Linked DNA regions of Mus musculus: all the other regions are linked to region 1. Evidence: chromatin contacts called from public ChIA-PET and HiChIP or PLAC-seq data. All regions are on one chromosome and are shown on one strand. Each heading gives the region's core, a stretch centred on a gene start, on an enhancer-like site or on the middle of the called end of the contact. The rest is flanking DNA. Distances are from core to core; before and after follow the strand shown.

Region 1 (3,251 bases), core at 311-2,810:
CAAGCTCTGATGTACAGAACCAGCGTAAAAGGAAGTGCAGATTTCTCCCAAATGCCCTATTTCCTGTTTTTGCAATGGTCAATATGCTAATTATCCGTGAACAGCTTTTATAGCTGTTCATTTTAGATCTCTGGATTTTTAGTGCCCATGACTGGACACAGTCATTATTAAAGTTTTGACTTAATGATTCAGCACTTCAACTTTCTCAATCCCAAGGGCTGCTGCTGTATTTTACACAGAACATTGCTAGAAAGATAAAGCAAGATCATATGATAAAGATGCTTTGTGTATCTACAGCACTAAGCAAATGTATGGTACAGTAATTATAATAATGACAACTCATAAGGAAATGGAGAAAACTGTATATTAGACAAGAGAGACAGATAGAGAGGCAGACACACAGAGAGAGAAACTGAATTTGTCTAAGACTCAGATCTGCAGACACAGTAGAATCTTGAGATCAAGCCATCCTGGGTTACATGGAAAGAACCTACCTCAACAGACAAAAACAGAACAACAAACTCTACAGTAGACTGCTAACTAATTCAGCTACCCTCCTATGATGGTTTGAATGAAAACAACCCCATAGGCTCAGAGGGAGTGGCACTATCAGGAGGTGAGGCTTTGTTAGAGTAGGAGTGGCCTTGTTGGAGGAAGTGTGCCACTGGTGGTGGGCTTTGAGGTTTCAGATGCTGTCTGTCTCTCCCTACAGCCTACCAATCCAGATGTGGAGCTCTCAGCTATCTTTCCAGCATGGTGTCTACCTGCTTGTTCCCCACCACGCTTCCTGCCGTGATGATAATGGACTAAACTTCTGAAGCTGAAAGCAGGCCCAATAAAATGTTTTTCTTATTGAGAGTTGCCATGGTCACGGTGTCCCTTCACGGCAATAGAAACCCTAACTAAGACACCTCCTCTGTTGAAGTAAATCCCCAATACAAAACGAAAGTGAATTAATAGATTTGGGGACTTGCCAAGGCTGCCCGTAGAAGTACTTCTAATCTTTTGGGAAACAGGTTTCTTAAGAATCAGATAGATGAATAAAATACCCATAAACACTAACGCTTCCAAAAGTCTGATTTGAACATGGTGGCAGATATCTGTTACAAAAAAAAAAAAAAAAAAAAAAAGTGCTTTAGAAGTCTTGAGGCAAGGGAATCATGAATTCAAAATTAGCCTGGGTTCTATGGTAAGACTCTGTCTCAAAAAGCCAAAACCAAACTAAATAAGGAAAACAATAAAAAGTAGTCAAACATAAAAAGCAAAGAACAAAAAACCATTTCAGAAGTTTTTGATGCTCCCCCATTTCAGGGTTCAGTCTTTAAGTCTTTCTGATGATCTGTGCGGGGGGTGGGGTGGGGGTTGGGAGAATGCCGGGCAGTTCAGGACTTTAGGCAAAGAGATGAGACCTGAGGCATCAAAAAGCTGATATACAGAGGTCTTTGTGACAACACTGAAACACTGAGAAGCAGCAGATACTATTCCTGGCCAGCCCTGGGCTGTTACAGAGAAACGGGTGCTGGGTGTGTAGCTTTGCAGCAGAGAACTGAGTAGGAGTGTAATTCTCACAACAGAGATAGACTTGTGGCTTTTGAGGAAGTAGTTAAACAAGATAAAGAGCAGAGCACAAAACCACCCCGACATCTCCTCCAAGGTCCTTCCTCTCTTCTCACCTTCCAGGAATAAAAGCTTGCTATTTCCTCCTGCCATGGGTCTGGCTGGGGACTGATCACTCACAGTCTATACCCAAGTCCTCTTATGTCAGTAAGGGGTCCCCCTGCATGGGAGAAGGGGTGGCTGTAGCTTGCTAATTGCTGAGGAGGGTACCCTCCTCATTCCCCTTTATGTGCAGGAAGGAAGGAGGTCAAAGGGACAGGTCTCTGACCAGAAGGCGAAAGGAAAAGGCAGGCAGTGTCCTCGTGGGCAGTCTCCCCCATATCGGAAGCCCAGCATCGAACTTTCTGTCTAACCCTGAGACTTTCTCCTTAATCTTCCCTCCCACTCTCTTGTAGTTGATCAATGACAGCCTAGAAGAAAGATCGGACTGAAGTTTCCCTGAAACTTGTTAAATAGAGGAAAGGATACCAGGTCAGATCCAAGCTCTGAATATCAACTTTGTAGGGGGAGGTGACCAGATGCCAGTAGGCACAGTGGTTGTTTCCTTAAACCATAGGCTCTCCTTACCACTAGACAGCTAATGGCACTGGGCTTCAAAATTAGGCTTCCTGGTGTTTTGCTTAAACTCATGGCTTCATTTTCCACTTTCCAGATAGGCACCGGTAGTTTTTATATGGTTACCAAATGGAAAGAAACTGAAAGGAGTTAATCACTTCTCTTCTAAGTAGCTTAGCACTGAGCTACCAGTCATCTCCATTAGCAGAGAAGTTATTGTTCAGAGCATGTAGGGCATCCTCACTGGGTTACATTATTGACCGTAGTTGGTCCAGAGTTACTTTCCAGACTCAATAAAATGCCTTATGGTGAGATCCATAGGCATCTCCCTAGTTCAATGCAATAGAATATTTCAGAAGATCAGGGCTCCGTGTTACTTAACAATGTGCCGCTGCAAGACATACTTTTTACAAAAGCTTTCCAGGTTCCACAGAGAAACTACCGGAGGGAAGCAAAGAGGCAAGCACAGAGAAACTAAAGGCACTTCCCAATGGTGTATGCAGAATCCACGTTCAGCAGGTCCTGGTGAGCCTGTTCTCTCACCTGGAATATCTGTTGTAGGAACAAGTCAGGATCCTGCGTTATTCACCTAAGTCACACCTACACAGCATACCCAAGACTGAGAAGGGTGCTGGCATAAAGCTCCTGGTTTTAGCAAAGATAAAAGGAAATGAATATACTGTGAAAAGGAGAGTAAGAAGAGCCAATGGAGAGGATGTAATATCAGTGCAACCGTTGCCAGAGTATGATCATTACCAGCTGAACAGGAAGCTGTAAAAAGGACAGTAGGCACGGAAGGCATAGCTTGGCAAGGAAGCATCAAGAGTTTTAAGTGTCTGAAAGAGAGACATTTTAAATCTATTTTGGAGAAAAAGATGCTACAAAGATGCTGAGGTGGGGAATCCAAAAAGCCTGACCGTGGGGAAGATGAGGGAAAGCATCAAAAAGAAGTCACCCTTGGCAGCCTGGGCCTCTGCTTGGATGCCATGTTGCTGGATGACTACCATGTACAATATTTCTCACTAAAGAGACTGGTATTTTTGATGCACAACAGACTCTAGGAATCTGGATAAGACTTG
Region 2 (3,251 bases), core at 287-2,786, 260 kb after region 1:
AAGAGTAGGAGCATTTTAAGCCTCTTGATCATACTGCCAATTTTTGCATGGAAAAATTACACCGATTTACATCCTATTAGCTCAACCTAGAGTTCCACCCATAGTCCTATCACCAGCAGTGAGATGAGTAGAAGGCACTAGTCTAGTTGGTTTTTATCTTAAAATCACAACTGCCTACACATCATATTTGACATCTTTTATTGAATACATTGGTTTTGGGGGGTACAATTTTTAAACTGCTAACTTTCTATGGAATAAATTGCATGCCACCACAGTTTTTATTTTCAGCTGTGCTAGCAAATAAATGAATGTGAATATATACAATATTTTTATAAGCATGGCTAACTTAGTTTCTCTGAAAGAGGAATGTCTATATCTAAACACTAGAGACTTCGGCTGTTTTCTAGAAAACTACAGAAAAAGTGTATCAGGGCTATCAGACATGACGGGTTAGAGTTGCTTTTGGAGATATTTAAAATTCCTCTTGCAGTCCAGAAACTCAAATACTAAAGGCTATATAGCCCATGTTTTCTAAAAAGCCCATAACTACTCTACTGGGCATCTGACTGGGAAACCATTGGCTTAGGATCACTCTAGTTTGATATCACATGCATTAAATGGATGGGCATACAGTCATCAGTATATGAATAAGACATTTGTTTTTTATTCCCAAAAGTATAATTTTGCTCCACGGGTCTGACCATACATCCGTGAAGCATCAGCCTGTAAAAGCGCCATTTCCTCCGTGATACAACCTTGATCACGGCTGTTAGTCTCATTTCTAAGAACGTTCTTCCTTTACAGGAAAAGGAAGTCATCTAAACGGCGACGCACCCAGCGCCTAGCTGAAGTGTTGACACAGAGAAGATGAGCACGCCTGGTATGAATTTTCAAACTGCCAATTCTTTCAATACAGAGACTCTTCTGCAGTCTGTGGGCCAGGCATATGAGTCCCTATTAACTGCTGATTTACAGTGAAGTTTACACAAATATGAAACCACAGTGGGTCCTCCAACCCACCTTGAATCCCCCATGCATCTTCAAACTGCCACTTATGCCCCCCTGTTAAGCACACTGGAACCGTCTGTGGCTATTGAAGGTGATGTTGTATGTAGCATACTCCACCTGAAATGGAAGGAGCTCACCTCTGCACACTCTTCAAACTAGGTTGTCTAACACTCCAGGGAGAATAAAGAGAAGGAGATAGGGAAAAGTTATCTGCCTGTCAACAGTGGCATAATCTATTTAGCTGGTATCTACTAGCATAAGAAAAGCCCAGGCAATCAGCTACTTCCGCTGTGCTGGACCAAGTGTAGTAGCTGCAAACAATTCCTCCCTGGGTGGGACAAGCAGAGGGACCAGACCAGGGAAGGCAGATTGACAGCTACCATCCTAGGAGGATGAGGGGTCTAAATGAACTCTTAGCAATCACTAGCACGGGGAGCTCTTCATGAGTTATTTTTATGTTTCTTCCTTCTCCTCTCAGGTGCTAAACGTGGCCACTCCTACTACCCCAGAACCCGTCATGGAAGAATAGATAGGGGAGAAATGTAAGTGCTGACAACGTGTGTGTGCAGTAACTATTGGGTCAGAGGGCATGGGTGAGCCAAAGACTGTGGAAAATTTGCACTTGATTTCCCAGCAAGAAGAGCAAGGGACTGGTTTTACTTTGGTAAATAAAATGGGGGTTCCAGTGAATTCTTGTGTCCTTTCTGGAAAATTACCACCATGCTCCGGCGTCAGTATGCCAACCGAAGAATTAACTGACAATTGGTGGATAGGCTATCTGAACTTGAAAAATTAAATCTTCATGTTGCAATAAACATTCTTTAAGATATACAGCTGCAGTCCAGCGGGTACTTCAACTGGCTCGCTTGGTTGAAACTACTTTGCCTGAGGTTGGGTTGTTTCTTCCATGGACATCACCCTCAAAAAAAAAAAAAAAAAAAAAAAAAGCCTCAGGCCAGGAAAAACCAAGGCACAGCACTAAGCACCATCAGCTGCGGTGACACATTCCAAAGGAAGGGAGTCTCTCTGGTGCTTTGAGCTAAATTAAAGGGGCATTATTAGCAAGACAACCAGCTCTGGTGCTGAAAGTAGCAAACAGGACACACACCCGAGACTGCAAGTCACAAGGTCGCACCTTCACACCTAAGCACTGGCAAGTGTCACCGCAAACCACCACACCCGCCCTCTCCCCTCTCTTCCTTTATTTTACTGTCTAAATTTAGTGCCACTTCAGAAGCTGCTAGCTCAGATAACTGAGTAAGGGTGTGCGTGCAGGAGAGTGATTCACAGGGCCGGTGGGGCCCACCAAGCTCAGCGGCTCCCCTTTTGTAGATTTCCATTTATAGTGACAACGTCTCTTTCACTATGCACTATCCATCTTCGGCTGCTCAGATAATCTCGCTAAAAACAACTCTTTACACATAACCATCAGAGACAGGGCTTCTCTCTTAAAATTCTGAGTCCACGAGATCTTTTTTCAATGTTCTCTTCCTTACCAAATAATCTATCACCAACTGAAACACAGCGGTCTGAAAGGCTGGACGACGAGGATACAGTTAGTCTAGAAATCAGAGTAAATTAGAAATCTTCCTGAAAAGTTACTGGAGTTTATAAACTGTAGATTAATGTCATCGTGTATGGTTTTTCCCCCAAACAAAAATCAAAGAGGACAACAGACAACATCAAAGGGACAGACAAACCCAGCTTCTTGTCCAAGGATAAAACTCCAATCATGCCTCTAACTGCCTTCTCAATTCCCCTCCTTCCGCAGTTCTCACCCCACGGGTCCCTCCAGGCCTTACCCACCCATGCTTTGATTCAGTACATGGGCTTTTCCCATTTCACCAACTCACACGAAATCAAAAACCTTTTCCGTACTATGCTGAGGCGGCTAACAGACAGATGAAGGAAATCCCAGCTACTCACATTACAGAGATTACCTCAGGCCACCTTCCAGCCTCTCACTTTAGTCAGTTTGAGCCGTTATCAAAAAAAAAAAAAAAAAAAAAAAAAAAAAATACCTGCAAAGACTCAGCCAGGCAGTGGTGGCACACTCCTTTAATCTCAGCACTCAGGAAGCAGAGACAGGAAGATCTCTGAGTTCAAGGCCAGCCTGATCTATAGAGTGAGTTCCAGGACAGTCTTGGCTACACAGAGAAGAGGAGAAGAAAGAAAGAAAGAAAGAAAGAAAGAAAGAAAGAAAGAAAGAAAGAAAGAAAGAAAGAAGGAAGGAAGGAAAGAAA
Region 3 (3,251 bases), core at 207-2,706, 210 kb after region 1:
CTGACTGTTACACCGGTCACGAGTTCACTTTCTATAGAGCCAATATGACCCATAACCTGAGCGTTGCTTCATCCCTTCACCCGGTGTCACAGTTCTGGTTGGGACAAAGATGATGATAATCAGGAAGTGCTACTGAAAGGGAGACCCTACACAAGCACCAGGAAATCTTTATCAGGTGTCACAATCAGTGTGTTTGTTAAAATGGCTTCTCAACTTGACCAAGGATGCTAGATGTTCATCAGAAGGAAAGCCACAGTCAGTGAAGGGAAAGCACTCAGGGTTTGGAGTCGATTTTATTCCAGGACTAGCTCTCTCAAGGACTCCCTGTGCCAACTTAGAGACACCAGAAAGCCTCGTCTCCTGCATGGGCATGGGTAGGTATGCCTGAATCTCTGTTTCGCCATCTATAAATGGGATAAAGACAGTGTGTCATCTACAGTGTTGTTAAGAGGGGTTGGTGATTCCCCCCACAAATGGGTTACTATTTACCATTCCATCCCTGCCTAACCAGGAGCCCTTCCCAGCTTCTCATTCCCTGATACTCTCAAAGAGTTTGTCAAATGCAAGTTACAAGTTAGACGTCCATAAGCAAGAAGGTTTGTAACTTAACTTCTAGCCTTGTTAAAAATGACCTCAGACTGGCTCGCAGATGCAAATACAAACCACTAAGCTGGAAAACAGTGTAATCGCTGTAAGACCTGGCTAAGCAGAGAGCTCTTACCCTTGACACCAAAGCACAGACGATGGAGAATTCATAAGCTGGACTTCACCAAAAATTATAAAAAAACTACTTAAAAGGAGAAGATGTACCAAGGTGTGATTCAATGGTTAAGTAGCAGCTTAGCATGTGCCAGGTCCTGAGTTCAGTGTCCAGTATCACACACACACACACACACACACACACACACACACACACTTATACACTGGGAAATCTCATCTGTACAGGACTCCTTCAAATTGAGAGAATGTTGCAGAGTTTTCCCTGTCCAATTACATGAGTGCAGTGATTGCACAGGGAAAAGGGAGGCAGAGCTAAGAGTGGCAGGGAAAGAGAGAGAGCGCATCTTAGGGTAGGAAGAAAAGAAAAAAAAAAGGGTTGGTGAGTTAATACATACAAAGCCAGAACACTGGCTGGCACAAGGCATCATATAAATGGTAGCTATTCCTGTTCTTGCAGTAGTGTTGATATAATTTAATTCTATTAACATTACAAATGACTCTCCGATGAGGTTTCAGTAACCAACTTTCTTGGTTTGCCTGCGACAAGATAGTTCTAGGCGGTGGCCACCCTGGGGCACCTCAATTTCATTATCACTCTCTCTCCTAAAGGTTGTAACTGAACGTCAAGTGACAGGAGAATGCGTTGCTCATCTTTCAGTGGTGTTCCTGGGGTTTTATGATGATCTCACCAACACAGCTAACCAAGTGCTAAGGGCATGTGGCATGAGATGGCTGATGTGGGTTCTGGTGGGCACTCTACAGTCAGGAGAACGGTACTTCAGCCTGGCCTTCCACAGGAGGAGTCTGGAACTTTGGGAGTGCGGGTGAAAAACAGGAAGTGGAGAAATAAAGATCAGATGGGTGTGGTCCTCCTTCAGGATGTTGTCAGAAAGTAGTCAGGTGAGGAGGTGACTCTGGAGGTTGATGGTAATCCTGAACCCTTTAAATATCTGTGTCTGTGTCTGTGTCTGTGTCTGTGTCTGTGTCTGTGTCTGTGTCTGTGTCTGTGTCTGTGTCTGTGTCTGTGTCTGTGTCTGTGTCTGTGTCTGTCTCTGTCTCTGTCTCTGTCTCTGTCTCTATCTATCTATCTATCTATCTATCTATGAATAACACTGATGCCCTGTGCTACAACTCGTGGTGTGACATGTGCTTACAGCCTGACACCTGAGTTCACTCCGATCACCCAAGGAGAGAGAAACATCAAATGAGAACCATCCTGTGTATGGCCGATGTGAATAAAAGAACAGTCCTCAGAAAAAAACCCACCCAGCTAAGAAGAAGGGATGACATCAGACCTCTAGAACAGGCCGCTGTGGGCAGCACCACCTGCTGTCACGTCAGTTCCACCACAAAGCCGAAGTCCCTGGTGGATTCTGAATGGTTCTCCAGAAACTAGAAGCTAGCCAACTTTCCCTTAGGATTTTACTGCAAAGTGACCTGCGACCACATTTGCACCATAGTTCCTTCGGGAATTCTGTATCTCTCACACACACTCAATAGCCGGAGCTGGGTCCCAAGCAGCCCTGAGACTGTCCATGCACCTGCCAAATGCACTTCTGGAAATACTTGCTGCAAGCTCATTCAGTCTGAGAAGATGCTCTGATTCAGGAAAGGCTATGTGTGAGGTCTTCTGGCGGGGGAGGGGTCTGTCTGTGAGAGCAGGTACTGCCAGCTCGACTTGCCTGCTCTGAGCCTACTAACAAGCACTTTCTACAGGCACCTGCCCATTACAGAACCCAACAGGGAGACAGAGCTCAGCTCGCCTTCAGCATTATAAAAATGTCCACTTGTTGGCTGACTAGTCTCTGGCTTACAAAATCAACCGGCGGGGGTGAGAGAAGAAAGGGCAATGGAGACGCAGACGTAGAGAAGAGAAGTACTGAGGACTCATTCCTTGGCTGAGGTTGCAGAGGTGGGTGAGGTCACGCTGAAGCTCAACCCAGGAGCAGTGACTCACTGGAAGCTTGCTTGGGCTTTTGGTGTTTGACATGCATGCACAAAGCAATGTGTGTACAGAGCCAGCGTCACTACTGCATTTACCACATTTGCTAAAAATCCCTTATGGGGAATTGGCAATGAACCTGGTATCATTTTTTTCTCCTAGAGACCTCAATTAAAAAAAAAAAAAAAAAAGAATTCTTTCCTCTCCTGCACCCAGCATTTCCTGAGTCTTTCCTGTTGAGCTGCAATCAGAAGGCACCAGCCCTACCTAGCAGATGCTTGCAAAGGTTATATAACATATGCCTCGCAAGCAACTGGCAAAAGACAGTCACTCCCATTGAGGTCCTTGAACGTCTATTACTGTGCTCTGACGGGGAGGTCCTAAAAGCAGACTAAACTGGTGTGTGAAGCTGCTCTCGCAAAGTGCCTCTCAGTATCTCTGAGCCTGGCTACAGTGCAAAATATGAGTAGGTGGGATCTAGGTGGTGGAATGAATACCAAGGCTTCATATCTCTTCCCTTACTCCACAGAAACCTTGAAAGTTTGGGTGTAAACCGGACGTTATTGTGGATGCCAGGAAGTGCTTGCTG

Evidence for each region. HiChIP or PLAC-seq counts read pairs in DNA pulled down with a chosen protein or histone mark. ChIA-PET counts read pairs in DNA pulled down with a chosen protein or histone mark.
Region 2: an RNA polymerase II ChIA-PET map of memory CD8 T cells shows a contact between it and region 1, with 317 read pairs. The contact joins two enhancer-like sites. A contact is called at or near these places in 1 of 15 datasets of contacts at CTCF or cohesin (CD8 T cells), 17 of 484 Hi-C or Micro-C datasets (B cells, CD4 T cells, CD8 T cells and 13 more), 9 of 115 datasets of contacts at active chromatin or transcription factors (CD8 T cells, effector CD8 T cells, embryonic stem cells and 3 more) and 3 of 9 other capture datasets (adipose tissue, liver and pancreatic islet).
Region 3: a contact with region 1 is called in a CTCF HiChIP or PLAC-seq map of CD8 T cells, with 7 read pairs. The contact joins two enhancer-like sites. A contact is called at or near these places in 1 of 15 datasets of contacts at CTCF or cohesin (CD8 T cells), 1 of 484 Hi-C or Micro-C datasets (nephron progenitors) and 4 of 115 datasets of contacts at active chromatin or transcription factors (CD8 T cells, bone marrow-derived dendritic cells, embryonic stem cells and 1 more).

The regions. Positions count from the first base shown.
Region 1 is chr2:52,314,386-52,317,636 of GRCm38.p6, forward strand. All of the region lies in intron 10 of Neb (nebulin), which reads right to left. 4930573O16Rik (RIKEN cDNA 4930573O16 gene) reads left to right here. Exons shown (of 4, transcript NR_040620.1): 4 at 713-855. Among named protein-coding and RNA genes, the nearest start is that of Neb, 23 kb to the right of the region's middle. Within about 2 kb of position 1,561, at least 48 of the 459 cell types and tissues checked have an H3K27ac peak or open chromatin away from gene starts, as enhancers often do. A contact at or near this core is called in CD8 T cells, the G1E-ER4 cell line, Th1 cells and 5 more, where this site is marked.
Region 2 is chr2:52,569,560-52,572,810 of GRCm38.p6, forward strand. The region is part of intron 2 of Cacnb4 (calcium channel, voltage-dependent, beta 4 subunit); the gene reads right to left. Among named protein-coding and RNA genes, the nearest start is that of Cacnb4, 110 kb to the right of the region's middle. Within about 2 kb of position 1,537, at least 56 of the 459 cell types and tissues checked have an H3K27ac peak or open chromatin away from gene starts, as enhancers often do. A contact at or near this core is called in CD8 T cells, the G1E-ER4 cell line, Th1 cells and 5 more, where this site is marked.
Region 3 is chr2:52,523,440-52,526,690 of GRCm38.p6, forward strand. The region is part of intron 2 of Cacnb4 (calcium channel, voltage-dependent, beta 4 subunit); the gene reads right to left. Among named protein-coding and RNA genes, the nearest start is that of A430018G15Rik, 100 kb to the left of the region's middle. Within about 2 kb of position 1,457, at least 28 of the 459 cell types and tissues checked have an H3K27ac peak or open chromatin away from gene starts, as enhancers often do. A contact at or near this core is called in CD8 T cells, where this site is marked.